Linked DNA regions of Muntiacus reevesi: region 1 is linked to region 2. The links are chromatin contacts, called in public Hi-C maps. All regions are on one chromosome and are shown on one strand. The core of a region is the stretch at or near the end of the contact, and the rest is flanking DNA. Distances in the headings are between cores, read along the strand shown.

Region 1 (7,849 bases), core at 4,502-7,001, 210 kb before region 2:
ATCAAGGCATCTGGTCCCATCAGTTCATGGCAAAGTAGATTGGGAAACAATGGAAACAGTGACAGACTTTATTTTCTTGGGTTCCAAAATCACTGCAGATGATGACTGCAGCCATAAAATTAAAAGACGCTTGCTCCTTGGAAGAAAAGCTAAGACCAACCTAGACAGCATAATCAAAAGCAGAGACATTACTTTGCCGACAAAGGTCCATCTAGTCAAAGCTATGGTTTGACTACTACAGTAGTCCTGTATGGGATGTGAGAGTTGGACCATAAAGAAGGCTGAGCACAGAAGAATTGATGCTTTTCAACTGTGGTGTTGGAGAAGACTCATGAGAATCCCTTGGACTGCAAGGAGATCAAACCAGTCAATCCTAAAGGAAACGAATCCTGATTACTCATTATAAGGACTGATGCTGAAGCTGAAGTTCCAATACTTTGGCCACCTGATGCAAAGAGTCAACTCACTGGAAAAGACCCTGATGCTGGGAAAGATTGAAGGCGGGAGGAGAAGGAGACAACAGAGGATGAGATGGTTGGATGGCATCACCGACTCGATGGATATGAGTTTGAGCAAGCTCCGGGAATTGCTGATGGACTTCAAGGAAGCCCGGTGTGCTACAGTCCATGGGTTGCAAAGAGTCGGACACAACTGAGTGACTGAACAACAGCAAAATGTCATTAATATGTGTTCCAGAAATTGCATGAAATTCTTAGAAATCTGACACATCCTAGTATAATGTTATCAATCATCTTAAAATATCATTTGTCATAGAAATAGCTGAATTTATCTGATAATTTCATCATTTTTTTTAACAGGGAACTCTCATCAGATCTTTAACCATGGCTATTTTTAAGTCTTTTGTCATTCACAGAGAGTTATTGTTCTAGTCTCAATTCTTCTCAGAAAGTATTTTCAATCAACTATAGCCCAGAATGCTTTGTCTTTGTGGAGATTCACAGAAAGGACCCTGACAAGTACTCTAGAATATAGCTTTCTGATAACTTTAAGATCAGACCAGTAAACTGAGTAAGAATTTCTAGAACTCTAATGGAGAAACTGCTTAATTCATAAAACTGCTAACCCAGGATTAGGGAAAATAAAGTTTAATTCCAAGGAACCAAATGAACTGATGAAAATAACTAACTTTTATGACTTTCCTTGAAACACTGTTGGTTCTTTAATGTTTGTTTTCCAGATTTAAAAATCTTTTTTTTTCCCTCTCCTTCTAAGTTATCTAAACCTACAACAATTTGGTATACTTTTGTAAACAAAAATGAAACATTTTTCTTTTTCTCCTTATCTGATTCCTTCAGAATTAAAACAAATTTTAAAAACCCTGTTATTGAGTATTCCTATTTTCATGGCAATAGATATTTGCATAAATTCAATAAGAATTTGTTCTCCCTGTAATAGGACATAACTGCTAAGTCCTTGGCTTGGCTTCTTAGCATAAAGTGGCTTTTAAAGATGTAACCCGAGTTTCCTTGTTAAGTCAGTTTTAAGTATCTAAAGTTGACTTTAAAATATATATATTTGTTTGTTCGTTTTTGGCTGTGACGGGTCTTAGTTGTTGCACGAGGGATCGTTTGTTGCCACACAGGCTCCAGAGATAGCGGGCTCCGCAGTTGTGGTACATGGGGGGCTTATTTGCCCTAGGGTCTGTGGGATCTTAGTTCCTGACCAGGGTTCGGATCTGGGTCCACTGTATTGGAAGGTGGATTCTTAACCACTGGACCACCAGAGAAGTCCCTAAAGTTTACTCTATAGAGTCAATAAAGGCCCTTGGATATTACCAAAGCTTTGATTGGAATATCATATTTGAGAATGTGCATAACATCTATTCTTGCTGTACTTCTGTAAATAACAAGTCAAGTTTAAAGAGACTGGATGTATTTTACAAACAAATTACTTACTATGATTATCTTTGGTAAAAATGACTATAGAGAGAAAAATTATGTTTAAACAGAAATCTTTGGCATACCCATAATCGAATTCTAGTCCTGCTTATTTTTTGGGGGGGTTTGTTTCTAACTGTAAACTAGACTGGATCCTGAACTCTTATGGTTTTCTCTAACATCTGGCTACAACTCTCCAAACAAATATTTTCAATTTTCTCCCACCCTTCTGACTTGAAATTAAATCTAAAACTGTTCTTTTCCTCAAACCCTACAAGATAAAGCTATAGGTCTTGATATAGACTTCAGAGAATTCACCACAATGGATCATGTACAGACAAAAAAACAACCTTCATACTTACTTCTATGTAGGCCACTCAGACCTCAGCAGAACACCTGATGACATCATCACTAACATTCAAACTGCAAACCAGGAAAATCTATCAGTTTAAAATTGCCATCTTCATTCCACCATCTAAAAATCTAAGCTCAGCTCCCCAAATTTTCTTGACTGGCTGCTCTCTAGACTCAACAACTGCATTTATACTTTGTTCCAACTAATCTTTAATCTTTGCCTTTCTTTTGTTTCCATAGTAATACTTATTAAATAACTGATTGCTTACACCATATAAAAGCTTACTTACATGGAAGCTTACCTATCACACTTCCTCCTAAAATAAGGCATCTTCATGTTAATCCCATCCTAAGTAACCATGACAAAGTTCAGTACTGTAAGACACTAATGTAATATTGAAAGGCTTATTTCCACCAGGTCCATAAAGCTTTCTGTGGTCTGCTTCTAAAACAAGACAATGCCTCATATATTAAAACCTAGAAACTCAGTTTATTGGAAAAGACACCAACAATAAACTGCACTTAAATCTCACTAGGAGAGACCTTATCCTCTGCAAAATCTCTACAATCACAGCAAGAATCTAGAAATTATTTAGCCAGAGTTATTTTAGAGAACTGCATAGACTTAGACACCCTGACTACCCAAGATGGAGGTGTATGTACTATTATGACAGAGCAAGATGAGCACAACCCTTAGCAGGCAGCTGTTGCTGTGCCTCACTACTCCACACCCTGTTACTAGGCAACAGGTCTTGCACAGTCATTGCTCAGTGCCTCAGTGGGCCCTGCCCACAAGTAACTGTCAGTGAGGGACCATTACGGAAGTGATTTACCCAAGGGCCATTGGTGTGGTGGTCATTAGGTGGAGAGTGAGGTAAGAGGCAGATTCAAGCCTTCTCCTGGAGGCCCTCCCACTCACTCAGCATTGGCCCAGCGGGTGAGCTGGAGCGCCCAGGGAACACGCTAAGAACTATGTTCTTCTATAGGGCTCCAGAGCCCTTACTAAGGCCCTCCACTAGCCTTGGCCCAGGCCTTGAACCTGGTCTCCCCATCTAGGTGGCTTGAGGAGACTGAGGGTCAGTTGGATTGGGTGCCTGGCTCCCTCAGAGATGACATTTGGGCAGGATGTGGGAACCCGGCCCTGAGAGAGCTGCCAACTGAGATCTGCCTCCTATTAGCCAGGACTGGGCTCTTGGAGGGTAAAAGTTATGCCTTGGGACCTTGTCCTTTCTTGTCAAGACACAGAATAACATTCATTTGGTAGAGATTTACAGGAGTGTTGTTACCTGACCATGACCTGACCTCAAGAGCAAAGGATCTTACACAAGAAGTATGTAACAACCAACCACGCCCCTCCCTCACCTTTTACTTTTAAAGGGGCTTGCTGAAAGCTTTCAGTAACTTCGGGTTCCTTAGGGCATGAACCACCTATCTCCTTGTATGAATCTGTAATAAATCTCTGTTTCAAACTCTAATGTTTTAGTATTAATGCGCCTCACTGGGCACACGGACTTGTGATTTGTTGACAGCATAACTGGTTAAAAAAAAAAGATCCGAAAGACTAGATGCCAATCTTTTATCAAACAGGCAACACTTCTGAAACATGGGTTCAATCCCTGAATCAAGAAGATCTCCTGCAAAACGAAATGCCAACCCATTCCAGTATTCTTGCCTGGAGAATCCCATGTACAGTGGATCCTGGCAGGCTACAGTCCATAGGGTCGCAAAGAATCGGACATGACTTAGGTGACTTAACACACACATGCTTCTCTTGATTATTTAGTTGGAAATCTCTGCTCTGGAGAATCCTTTTCAATACTTGGCTGTTATGCTCCTGATATTCATCATATTAGCCTCCTTAATGCAGTGTATCCTCTCTAGAGTTCTAAATGTCTTCAGTGGCTACTCACACATCAAATGTTATCCATTAGTGTTAGACAACTGGAAGAACAAAAAGATCCTACTGCCAGTGTCCAGGGTGACTATGCAACTGCTGGTAAGGGCAACTACAAGACCATTCATCCCAGGGCCTACATTGAAGGAGTAGTGAGAGTAACACTATATTGGTTCACTCTCAGCTTGCTGAGAGAATGACTGAAAGTCGGGGATTTTTTTAAATAAAATAAATCGAGACCAGGCTTGAAAAATCCCTCAAGGTGACCAAACCAGTTAAGTCACATAACCAAAACCAAATCTAGTTTATATCATGAACATAAGTGAAACTTATTTCTTGTAAATGCCTCTGACAATCAACTTAAATCGTCTTCTTAAAATAGCCTAAAGTAATCACTTTTAACCAATCTCCTACCATCTGTAAAGTCCTAATGTTATAAACCATTGTAAAGGTTAAAGAACTTCCTTATGCTCACTTTATAAGCCATCCTATAATGACATGCCTAGAAAATATTCATATCAAGTTAAGCTTTCTGCAATTTCTTTTAATACTAGGCAGTTACAGGCCATAGCGTTACCGGGAGGCGTAAATTTAACACACTTAAATCCTTAGAAGACTACTTAGTATTAAAAGAAATTGCAGAGAGCTTAACTTGATATGAATATTTCACAGGCATGGAAAATCCCTATGGACAGAGGAGCCTGGCTAGCTACAGTCCATGTGGTCGTAGAGTCAGACACGACAGAGCGACTAAGCACAGCACATAAAGCCATGAGATAGGTCCTGTTATTATACTAATTTTGTAGATCAATAACTCGGGCACAGTAAGGTTAAGCTACTCTCCCATAGTCATACAGCTGGAGAATGGTAGACCCGGGAGCTGAACCCAGCAAGAGCAATCAGGGGTTTAAGCGCTGTGTCAAAGAATCAATAATTACCCCCATCACAGTAACTGGCTGTAATTCTGCTGAAGGCTTTTGAGAGCCCCATCCAGTGTTTTGTTTTATTTTACTAAGGCTTTAGCTCCCGTCAGAGACAGGCCACTGCCAGGAATCGCCTGGGCGAGGAGCTGTCAAGGCTGAGTTCGGACACCCATCGGGGGTCAGAGGGGCAAGCCTGCCGGGCAGCCCACTTGGCACGATTGTCCTCAGCCAGGACGGGACAAATCACGAACCCAGGAGCAGAAACAGCCTGTGGACCTCCTCGAAGGGAGGCAGGAAGGGGGCGGGGATGGGGTGCCCTGAGGGGTGGCGGGCGCGGGCTGTGCCGGGGCGGGGCGAGAGGAAGGCGGGCCGGGGCGGACTCACAGATCCAGGAGCTGACTGACCCGCTGGGGGCTGGGCATCGCGGCCGCCCTTCGGAGCCTCTTCCGCGGAGAGGCCGCGGAGATTCAGCCAGAGACCTTCTGTCAACTCCCGCCTCCAGCGCAACGCGTAGTCCCTCGTGACGTCACCCGCCTCTTCCGGTGACCAGGCGCCGGCGCGCTCGCGACTACAGAGGGATGGCGTAGCCCCCTCGGGGTGGAACCCTGTACGCTGCGCCGGAGCGACAGTGTGATAAACTAGAGAGAAGTCTTGGGCTCTGAGAAGGACTGCGGGAGTTGTCATTCTGCAGTCCCTCCGGCGCGGCTCCGGCGGCTTCCCTGGTGGGCTAGCCAGGCGCCGGACCTCTCCTAGACCCCCTGGAACCTCGCGGCTCTGCGCGTGGCCGCTGTTACTACAGAGGTGCATTCCATGCTGGGCCCAACGTTAGTGGATGCACACCGGAGACCCTCTTAGATACAGAAACCATGACCGTCAAAGGGCGTGTTTTAGGGACTGGAGAGTGACGTTTATCGAGCACTTCCTATAAGAAAGTGAGCACTGAACTACCTGCTTTCAATAATTAACATATTCTGGTCTTCCCTGATGGTACAGTGGATAAGAATCAGCCTGCCAAGGCAGGGGACATGGGTTTAATCCTTGGTCGGGGAGGATTCCACAGGCGTCAGAGTAACTAAGCCCATGAGCCGCAACTACTGAAGCCCATTTTACTAGAGCCTGTGCTCCAGAAGAAAAGAAGCGACCACAAGGAAGAGAAGCCTCCTACCCCCTACTGCAACTAGTGAAAGCCTGAGTGCAGCAACAAAGACCCAGCATAACCAAAAATAGTAAAAAAAATTAACCATGTTCTTTTAATCCTGTGAAATCGGAATTTGTTTTTGTTAGTTAGGTTGTGTGCAACTCTTTGCGACCCCATGAACTGCAGCTCGCTAGGCTTCCCTGTCCTTCACCATCTCCCTGTGCTTGCTCAAACTCAGGTCCATTGAATTGGTGATGCCATCCAATCATCTCATCCTCTCTCGCTCCCTTCTTCTCCTGCCTTTTATCTTTACCAGCATCAATGAGTTGGCTCTTTGCATCAGGCGGCCAAAGTATTAGAGCTTCAGCTTCAGCATCAGTCCTTCCAATGAATAATCAGGATTGATTTCCTTTAGGATTGACTGGTTTGATCTCCTGCTGTCCAAAGGATTCTCAAGAGTCTTAAGTCTTTCCCAACACCATAGGTCGAAAGCATCAACTCCTCAGTGCTCAGCTTTCTTTATGGTCCAACTCTCACATCCATACATGATACTGGAAAAACCATAACTTTGACTTTATGGACATTTGTGGGCAAAGTGATATCTCTGCTTATTAATACCCTGTCTAGGTATGTCATAGCTTTTCTTCCAAGGAGCAAGTGTCTTGTCATTTCATGGCTGCCGTCACCATCCACAGTGATTTTGGAGCCCAATAGAAATCAAACCAGTCAATCCTAAAGGAAATCAGCCCTGAACATTCTTTGGAAGGACTAATGCTGAAGCTGAAACTCCAGTATTTTGGCCACCTGATGCAAAGAGCCAACTCATTGGAAAAGGCCTTGATGCTTGGAAAGATAAAGGGCAGGAGAAGAAGGGTACAACAGAGGATGAGATGGTTGAAAGGCATCACCAACTTGATGGACATGAATCTGAGCAAGCTCTGGGAGTAGGTGATGGACAGGGAAGCCTGCTGTGCTGCAGTCCATGGGGTCAAAAAGAGTCAGATGTGACTGAGCCACTGAACTGAACTGAACTGTTCCCATTTTCCCCCCACCTATTTGCCATGGAGTGATGGGAGTGGATGCCATGATCTTAGTTTTTTGAATGCTGAGTTTTAAGCCAGCTTTTTCACTCTCCACTTTCACCTTCATCAAGAGTCTCTAGTTCCTCTTCCTTTTTTTCCATAAGGGTGTTGTCATTTCCATATCTGAGATTGTTGATATTTCTCCATGCAATTTTGATTCCAGCTTGTGGTTCATCCAGCCAGGCATTTTGCATGGTGTACTCTGTAGAAGTTAAATAAACAGGTTGAGAATATATAGACTTGATGTACTTCTTTCCCAATTTTGAAACAGTTGTTGTTTCACGTCCAGTTCTAACTGTTGCTTCTTGACCTGCATACAGGTTTCTCAGGGGACAGGTAAGGTGGTCTGGTATTCCCATCTCTTTAAGAGTTTTCCACACTTTGTTGTAATCCACAGAGTTAAAGGCTTTAGCATAGTCAGTGAAGCAGAAGTGGATGTTTTTCTGGAATTCTCTTGCTTTTTCTATGATCCAACAGGTGTTGGCAATTTGATCTCTGATTCCTCTGCCTTTTCTAAATCTAAGTTGTACATCTGGAAGTTCTCGGTTCACATACTGTTG
Region 2 (6,995 bases), core at 753-3,252:
CCTGAAACAAAACACTTTGTTTCTTGGGTTCATTTCTGTTTGCTGACTTGTGTGGCTTAGGTTCTAGAAAACCCCTTATGTGATCCAAGTATACCACCCCATATTCCAGGAACTGCTTTTAGCCATATGTTAGTTGATGTAAGTATCCCAACAATCCCGAGGTAAATATTAATGCTATTCTCAATTACAGATGAGAAAACTGAGCAGAAACAGGTTAAGTAATTTCCCCAAGGCTGTATGTCTAGTGAGTGGTTGAGTCATGAGAGCAAAGGAATATCCTTTCTTGTATATTGCAAAAACTAAGCACCTCTGCCCTTTCTCATTCTTATTCATTCAGGTTGGATTTCTTGTTTACCTTGTTGACTTTAAAAATGAAAGTTATTTTCCCAGCTAAAAATGGATTTATTCTAGAATATCAGGAGACTTGTAACACAGAAGAACAAACCTGACTCCATACTGGATCTGTTCCTTTAGCTCTAACCTTTTGCTGGTGCTTAGTCATGCTGGTTCTGCAGCTTTGTCCAAAAGAATGTTGCCTGTAGCCTGAAATGTACATGATAGTCCATTCTCGAGGCTCTGCCTCCCAGGCTTGACCTTTAAATGTGTAACAGTTTTCATTTGTTGTTGTTGTTGTTTGGTTACTAAGTGTTACCCTTTTATGACCCCATAGACTGTAGCCCACCTGGCTCTCTGTCCATGGGATTTCCCAGGCAAAAATACTGGAGTGGGTTACCATTTCCTTCTCCAGTGGATTTTCCTGACCCAGGGATCAAATCTGGTTTTCCTGCATTGGCTGGCAAGTCTTTACGACTAAGCCACCAGGGAAGCCCAATTTTCTTTTATGCAGAGATAAAAAGTTGCATAACAGAGAATAACAATTGTCTTGTTTTATGTTTACAGGACCATCATAACCAGACCTATGTGAATAGCTACAGGAGCAGAGGGTTATCACATCACCTTGGGGGTATGACCTGCACCAAGAAGGTCACACCTTCATACCTGCAACAGCCAACCACATTCCCTCCCCCTTTAGTATAAAAGAAGCCTGAATTCTAATTCAGGTTTGAGATGTTTCTTTGGGACATTGGTCTGCCATCTTTTCTGTCTGCTGGCTTTTTGAATAAAGTCGCTATTCCTTGTTCCAACAACTGGCCCCTCGATTTATTGGCCAGTCATGCAGCAGGCATTGTCAGTATGCATTTGGTAACTAAACTGCAATTTGGGTCAAGCAAACTATAGCAAAAGCCATAGTCCAACAAACAAAGCAAAGTTACTTTATGGAGAAAAAGGCGGAGTTTGGGAGCAGTTCTTTTGAAGGAAATTTCACTGGGGAAAAGTGAGGGTGACAGTTTCTCATTGGCTGAGTTGTGGGGTAGTCTATTTCTTTTATGAGCCGCAATGTATGGGTTGGTCAGAAAGTTTGTTGGACAGCTTACATCTTTTCCTGTTGGGCCCTGTAATTGACAATTCTTTCTGTAATTTACTGAGAGTGATACCGTGCTGCATGACAGCTCCCCCTTCTGGCCTCTCAACTCTATTTTGGTGAGGTTTCCCTTTACTGTATTAATTTTCACAACTTTGACCTATAGAAATACTCAGGCAAAAAGAGTCTATTTCGTTTGAGAAAGTTTCTCTGTGTTAAAGGATGTTCCCCTTTGTTAGAAACATACATTTTCAGCCCGGAGTTAGACTTACTGAATGGGTAATTTTGTAGGTGGTGCTCTTCAGTCCCTTTTAAACAAATCCTTCAAAAGGTTCTGATGCAAGTTAAAGACAAAGAGCCACTGTTGGAGAAGTTTTCTTCTTCAGATACATGAGCTAGCTGTGCAAGCTTGGGAGATAACTGGAGGGGCGGGCTCCCCGGACTCTACTTCATCCGAGCGGCACTAGGACCCCGGTACCTGGTACCGGGTCTCGCTCCTGCCGTTGCGCCGGGGCGGGGTTGGCTTTCCGGGAGTGGGCCTCCACCTCGACCCGCCCCTGGGGGCGGACCCGAGTTGACTTAAACTCCGGGGCCGGGAGGCGCTGCGTTTTCCCGGCTCGCTCCGGTTGGGTCCAGCTCTGGTAGGTAAGTGGGGCACTTGGTTCCCGCCGGCACTCGCACGTTTCTTCGGGTTCTCGGCTGGGCGGGGGTAGCGGCAGCCCAAGTGCCCGCGGGCGGGGGCTGGGTTTGCGGCGGCGAGCGCTTTTGTTCTGTGGTGGGGACTGAGTGGCAGCTACGGGCGCTCCGGGGGCTCGGGTCTCGGGCCAGCCGTGAGGGCTGGCCGGCCGGGCTCGGCTCGATGCCCGCCCGCAGCGCGGGGTGGGCCGGGAACCGGGGCGGATGCCGACCCCGAATCGGAGGGCGGCGCCTCGCCGGGTGTTTTCTGTAGAACGCCTTTTCCTCTCCATAGAGGTCGCGAGTGGCGACTGCGAGGACGCATTTTGTTAGACTGCAAGGCGATTGGTTAGACTGATGGATGTGAAAGTGGCTTATGTTTTTAATGATTTCCTGTCGCTGGCTTGAAAAAAAAAAATCTTTGTTTTGAATTTATTTTATCAGTGTTCCTTTCTCCCCACCCCCATTAGGCCGAACCTCCCAAAACAGAATTGCTCAGCTTGCGTCTCCAAGTGGCCCGCAAACACGTTTGTGCCGGAGTCGCTTTCCGTTCCTCAGCAGTAGTTAGTCCCTCGAGGCATTTTTAAATGCACAAATGCGTACGGATTTTAGATGTTCTCGAGGGATACGAATTTCCTAAGCAGATGTCCTTTGGGAACAGCAAGTTTTCAGAAAATGGTTTCAGTGAAAACAATTTATTTGTAATATTTTAGTGCCTGCCTTCAAAATAAAAAGAGTAGGTGAAGGGGATGAACTGCGGTGCGTTTCAATAGACGGGTCGCAGAGCTTGTTTGGGGATTTTTCTGATTAATGTGTTAACTGTAAATCAAACGAGTTCTATTCGGTATTAACATGAAAGAGTTATGGTTTTATTTTTTCCTGTGCAGTTGGATTCTCATTTACTAATTCGATAAAGAATTGTTAAGTTGAAAGTGTTTAAAGTTACAGAAGGAGTGGATCAGGAGGCATGCACTTGGATTATCACTTAAGTGGTAATTTATGGCAGGCCCAGTTTCTATTTGTTACTTTGCCTTCTTAAGAATTCAGTAAGCTTAGTTTTCTTTTGATCCAGCCTTAACACGGTTTGAGCATCAATGTCATATCAAGTAAGCAAATTAGTATGTGTCTTTATTATAAGTTTAATGTGAATTTTATATAAATAAAAATACAATTAAAAATTTTATATTGAATTTATTATCAATTATAAAATGTTTATTGCTGTCCCTAGGACCAAAGAAGTAAACACTGTGTGGAGTGGTACTGACTAGTTTGGAGGAAAATGGTAATATATATAGTAATAAAGGAGCGATATATTTAAAGGTAAGTATGTCAGCTTTAAGTAGTCTACTCCAATTTATCTGTTGTGGAACAGAATGATTAAGTGGAACCAGTGTTGGTTCAGTGTTAAACTACAGTAACTCAGACAGTAAAGAATCCACTTGCAATGCAGGAGACCTGGGTTCGATCCCTGGCTTGGAAAGATCCCCTGGAGAAGGGAATGGCTACCCACTCCAGTATTCTTCCCTGGAGAGTTCTATGGACAGAAGAACCTGGTGGGCTACAGTACCTGGGATCACAAATAGTTGGACACCCCTGAGCAGCTAACACCACCACCAGCTTACAATGGATTTGATGACAAAGTTTGAGGAGAAAGAATACAGTTGACATAGCAAGCAACTCATTTGTTCATCTTTACTAGAAAAGGAATAGGAGATGATGGTCCAAATTACTCAGGAAGAGGTCTACTTAACATTATTCTCTACATGGTCTGTTTTCTTATTTTTCAAATTCATTACTTGTGGCACATGGGGTAAGGCAGCACAGAACAGAACTCTGAGAGAACCGATCCCTTAAATAGGGACCTATACAGCCAAAGTGGTAATTTCTGGGGCTTTCATTCTGTAAACTCCAAGTAGTATTAGGAAACTTTCTGTAATGATTTGAGACCATGGTCCTTGCAGTCACACTGCTGAGCATCAGACCTTGGCTCTACCACTTAACATTTATGCAGCCTTGGGAGAATTATTAAACTTCTCTATCAATTTTCTCATCTTTTGTAAAATAGGGATAACAGTAGTATCAACCTCATAGGATTGTTATGATAAGTTAATGAGTTTTGTAGATATAACACACTTGGAAGAGCTCCTGGTAAATGGTAAGTGCTTAATAAATTTTAGCTGTTGTCGTGTTAGAGGAAATATATTTTATGGCCTATCTTATAGGAGATGGTTCACTCATTTAAACTCTTAAGTCAGTTTATCAGCTTTGTGCTGATTAAACCCTTCCCTGTAGATCCTGTAGGTTCTATTTTTGTAAGGAAGTACCAGACACAACTCTAGTTTTTACCTGCAGGCATGTTTGATGTCAGTAATGCTTCTACAGAATTTTCCAGCCATGGGAGATTTGCCCAAAAGCCTTATATAACCTGTTCTAGATATACAGGACTCTTCTTCCCTGATAGCTCAGTTGGTGAAGAATCCACTTACAATGCAGGAGATTGCGGTTAGATTCCTGGGTCGGGAAGATCCGCTGGAGAAGGGATAGGCTACCCACTCGAGTATTCTTGGGCTTCCCTTGTGGCTCAGCTGGCAAAGAATCCGCCTGCAATGTGGGAGACCTGGGTTCGATCCCTGGGTTGGGAAAATCCCCTGGCGAAGAGAAAGGCTACCCACTCCAGTATTCTGGCCTGGAGAATTCCATGGACTGTATACAGTCCATGGGGTTGCAAAGAGTTGGACAGGACTGAGCGACATTCACTTTCATTTTTGGAGAAGGAAGTGGCAATCCACTCCAGTATTCTTGCCTGGAGAATTCCATGGTCAGAGGAGCCCAGCAGGCTACAGTCCATGGACTCAAATGAGTCAGACACGACTTAGCGACCAAACCACCACCACTTCCCATTTAGATTAGCAATGTTTTAGATGTGATAAAGTGCAAATGTTTAGTGCGAGTGATCCTATCTAATGTTTAAAAAGGATTTAGAAAGGTGGATTTCAAGAATTGCTTTTAATTTAAATCAGTAGTCTCTGCACTGCCACCCCTAACCCCACAAAGGCATATTCTGTGTGAAATAGGCTCAGAAAACATTCAATTTGAGACTTTTATTTAGTTCCTCTGTTCTGTATGACGCTGACCCATGCTCTGCAGCATGCCAGTCTTTCTTTTCATTCACTATCTCCTAGAGTTGGCTCAAATTCATGTCCACTGAGTCCAGTGATGCCATCCCAACTGTCTCATCCTTTCTCACACCCTTAACCAGACAGTTTACCAACCCAATCTATTGAAATGCAAGTTAAAATGTACTTTGTATTAAGCATTGTAAAGAAGTATTTTATGGACCTTTGAAGAATTCTAAGTGCTTTGTTGAGAGACAGCTCTGTGGTATGTCCATCCTTGATATCATAACTGAACTGAAATCACTTGTAAATAAAATCTTGTGGTTAAAATTGCAGAGTATTATAAGAAATTACGTTGTCCAGTTAGGTTTTAAGAAACAAAAGTCATAAATAAGATTTTAGTTTTTAAACTCCCAAAGAGAATTTATTGGATCATATAACTTAAAGAGTTCCATGTGGCTTGACTTTTCAGGTTTGACTGGATCCAACATATGAATCTGAAAGTTTTAAAGACTTGAAACACTGTCTTTGAGCTCTGCTGTCTGCTTTGGCATTGACTTCATTCTCAGGCACACATCCCTTCATTGGATAGCCTTAATATAATATATATATTATAATATGATCAGTCAGCTTCAGCTTGCACAGATCATGCCTTTTGTCTCTGTGCTCTGCCAGAAGCCTGTAGTTCATCGTGTCATGTGCCCATGTCTGTTAATTGGGAAAAAAATTTTTAAGCTACAGTTTAGAGATATAATTCATATGTCATATTCATATAATTCAGTTTATCCATTTACCATGTACAGTGGTGTTGCATATACTCAATACTATGTAACCAATACCATAGTCACTTTTGGAACATTTTCTTGACCTGAGAATCTCTGTATTCTTTAATGGTCACTCTCCATTTTGCCCATCTGCAGGCAACCATTTAATCTAATTTGTCTCTATAGATTTGTGTATTCTGAACATTTCTTAGAGATGGAGTCATAATATGTGGTCTCTTATGACCCTGAACACCTTGCATGATGTTTTCAAGGTGCATTCATATTGAAGCATATGTGTCTTTCATTCCTTTCTATTGCAAAGTAGTAATTCCATTGTATGAATAGACCACATTTTGTTTTCCTTTCATCAGTTCACACACATTTGGAATGTTTATGCTTTTTGGATTCTCTGAATGATATTGCTGTGAGCATTCATGTACAAGTGTTTATATGGACATATATTTTCTGTTCTCTTAGGTATATACCTGGGAGTGGAACTGAGCTGTCTTATCATTTGGTAACTATATTTGGCCTTTTGAGAAATTGCCAGATTTTTTTGGCCACACTTTGGCATGCAGGATCTACTGTGCCCCCTGCAGTAGAAACGCAAAGTCTTAATAACTGGACTGCCAGGGAAGTCCCTGCCAGACTATTTTTGATGAACCATGTACATTCTCAACAGCAACATGTAGGAATTTTAGTTTGTCCATATCCTTACCACTCTAATAGTTAAAACTATTGTAGTGACCATTAAGTCATATCCTGTGATTTTATTACTTTCCCATGGTGGTTGGCAACCCGCTCCAGTATTCTTGCCTGGGAGTTCCACGGACAGAGGAGCTACAATCCACAGACTACAGTCCATGAGAGTCGCAAAGAGTTGGACATAACTGAGTGACTAACACTTTCACCAGTTCTTCGTATATTCTGGATTCTAGTTTCTTCCTAGTGATCAAGTATGTGAGGACTTGTTTTTGGTTTCTGTTCCATTGATTAGTGTCTATCCTAATTCAGTCC

Evidence for each region. Hi-C and Micro-C count contacts between places; a contact is called where the count stands out from the background.
Region 1: a contact with region 2 is called in a Hi-C map of blood, with 2.4 times the contacts expected there. The contact joins the promoter of AMN1 here to the promoter of RESF1 in region 2. A contact is called at or near these places in 2 of 3 Hi-C or Micro-C datasets (blood and muscle).

What each region holds. Positions count from the first base shown.
Region 1 is chr1:23,853,439-23,861,287 of mMunRee1.1, reverse strand. AMN1 (antagonist of mitotic exit network 1 homolog) reads right to left here and starts at 5,751. Exons shown (of 8, transcript XM_065939698.1): 1 at 5,474-5,751; 2 at 2,261-2,321.
Region 2 is chr1:23,639,426-23,646,420 of mMunRee1.1, reverse strand. RESF1 (retroelement silencing factor 1) reads left to right here and starts at 2,002. Exons shown (of 6, transcript XM_065939646.1): 1 at 2,002-2,068; 2 at 3,327-3,418.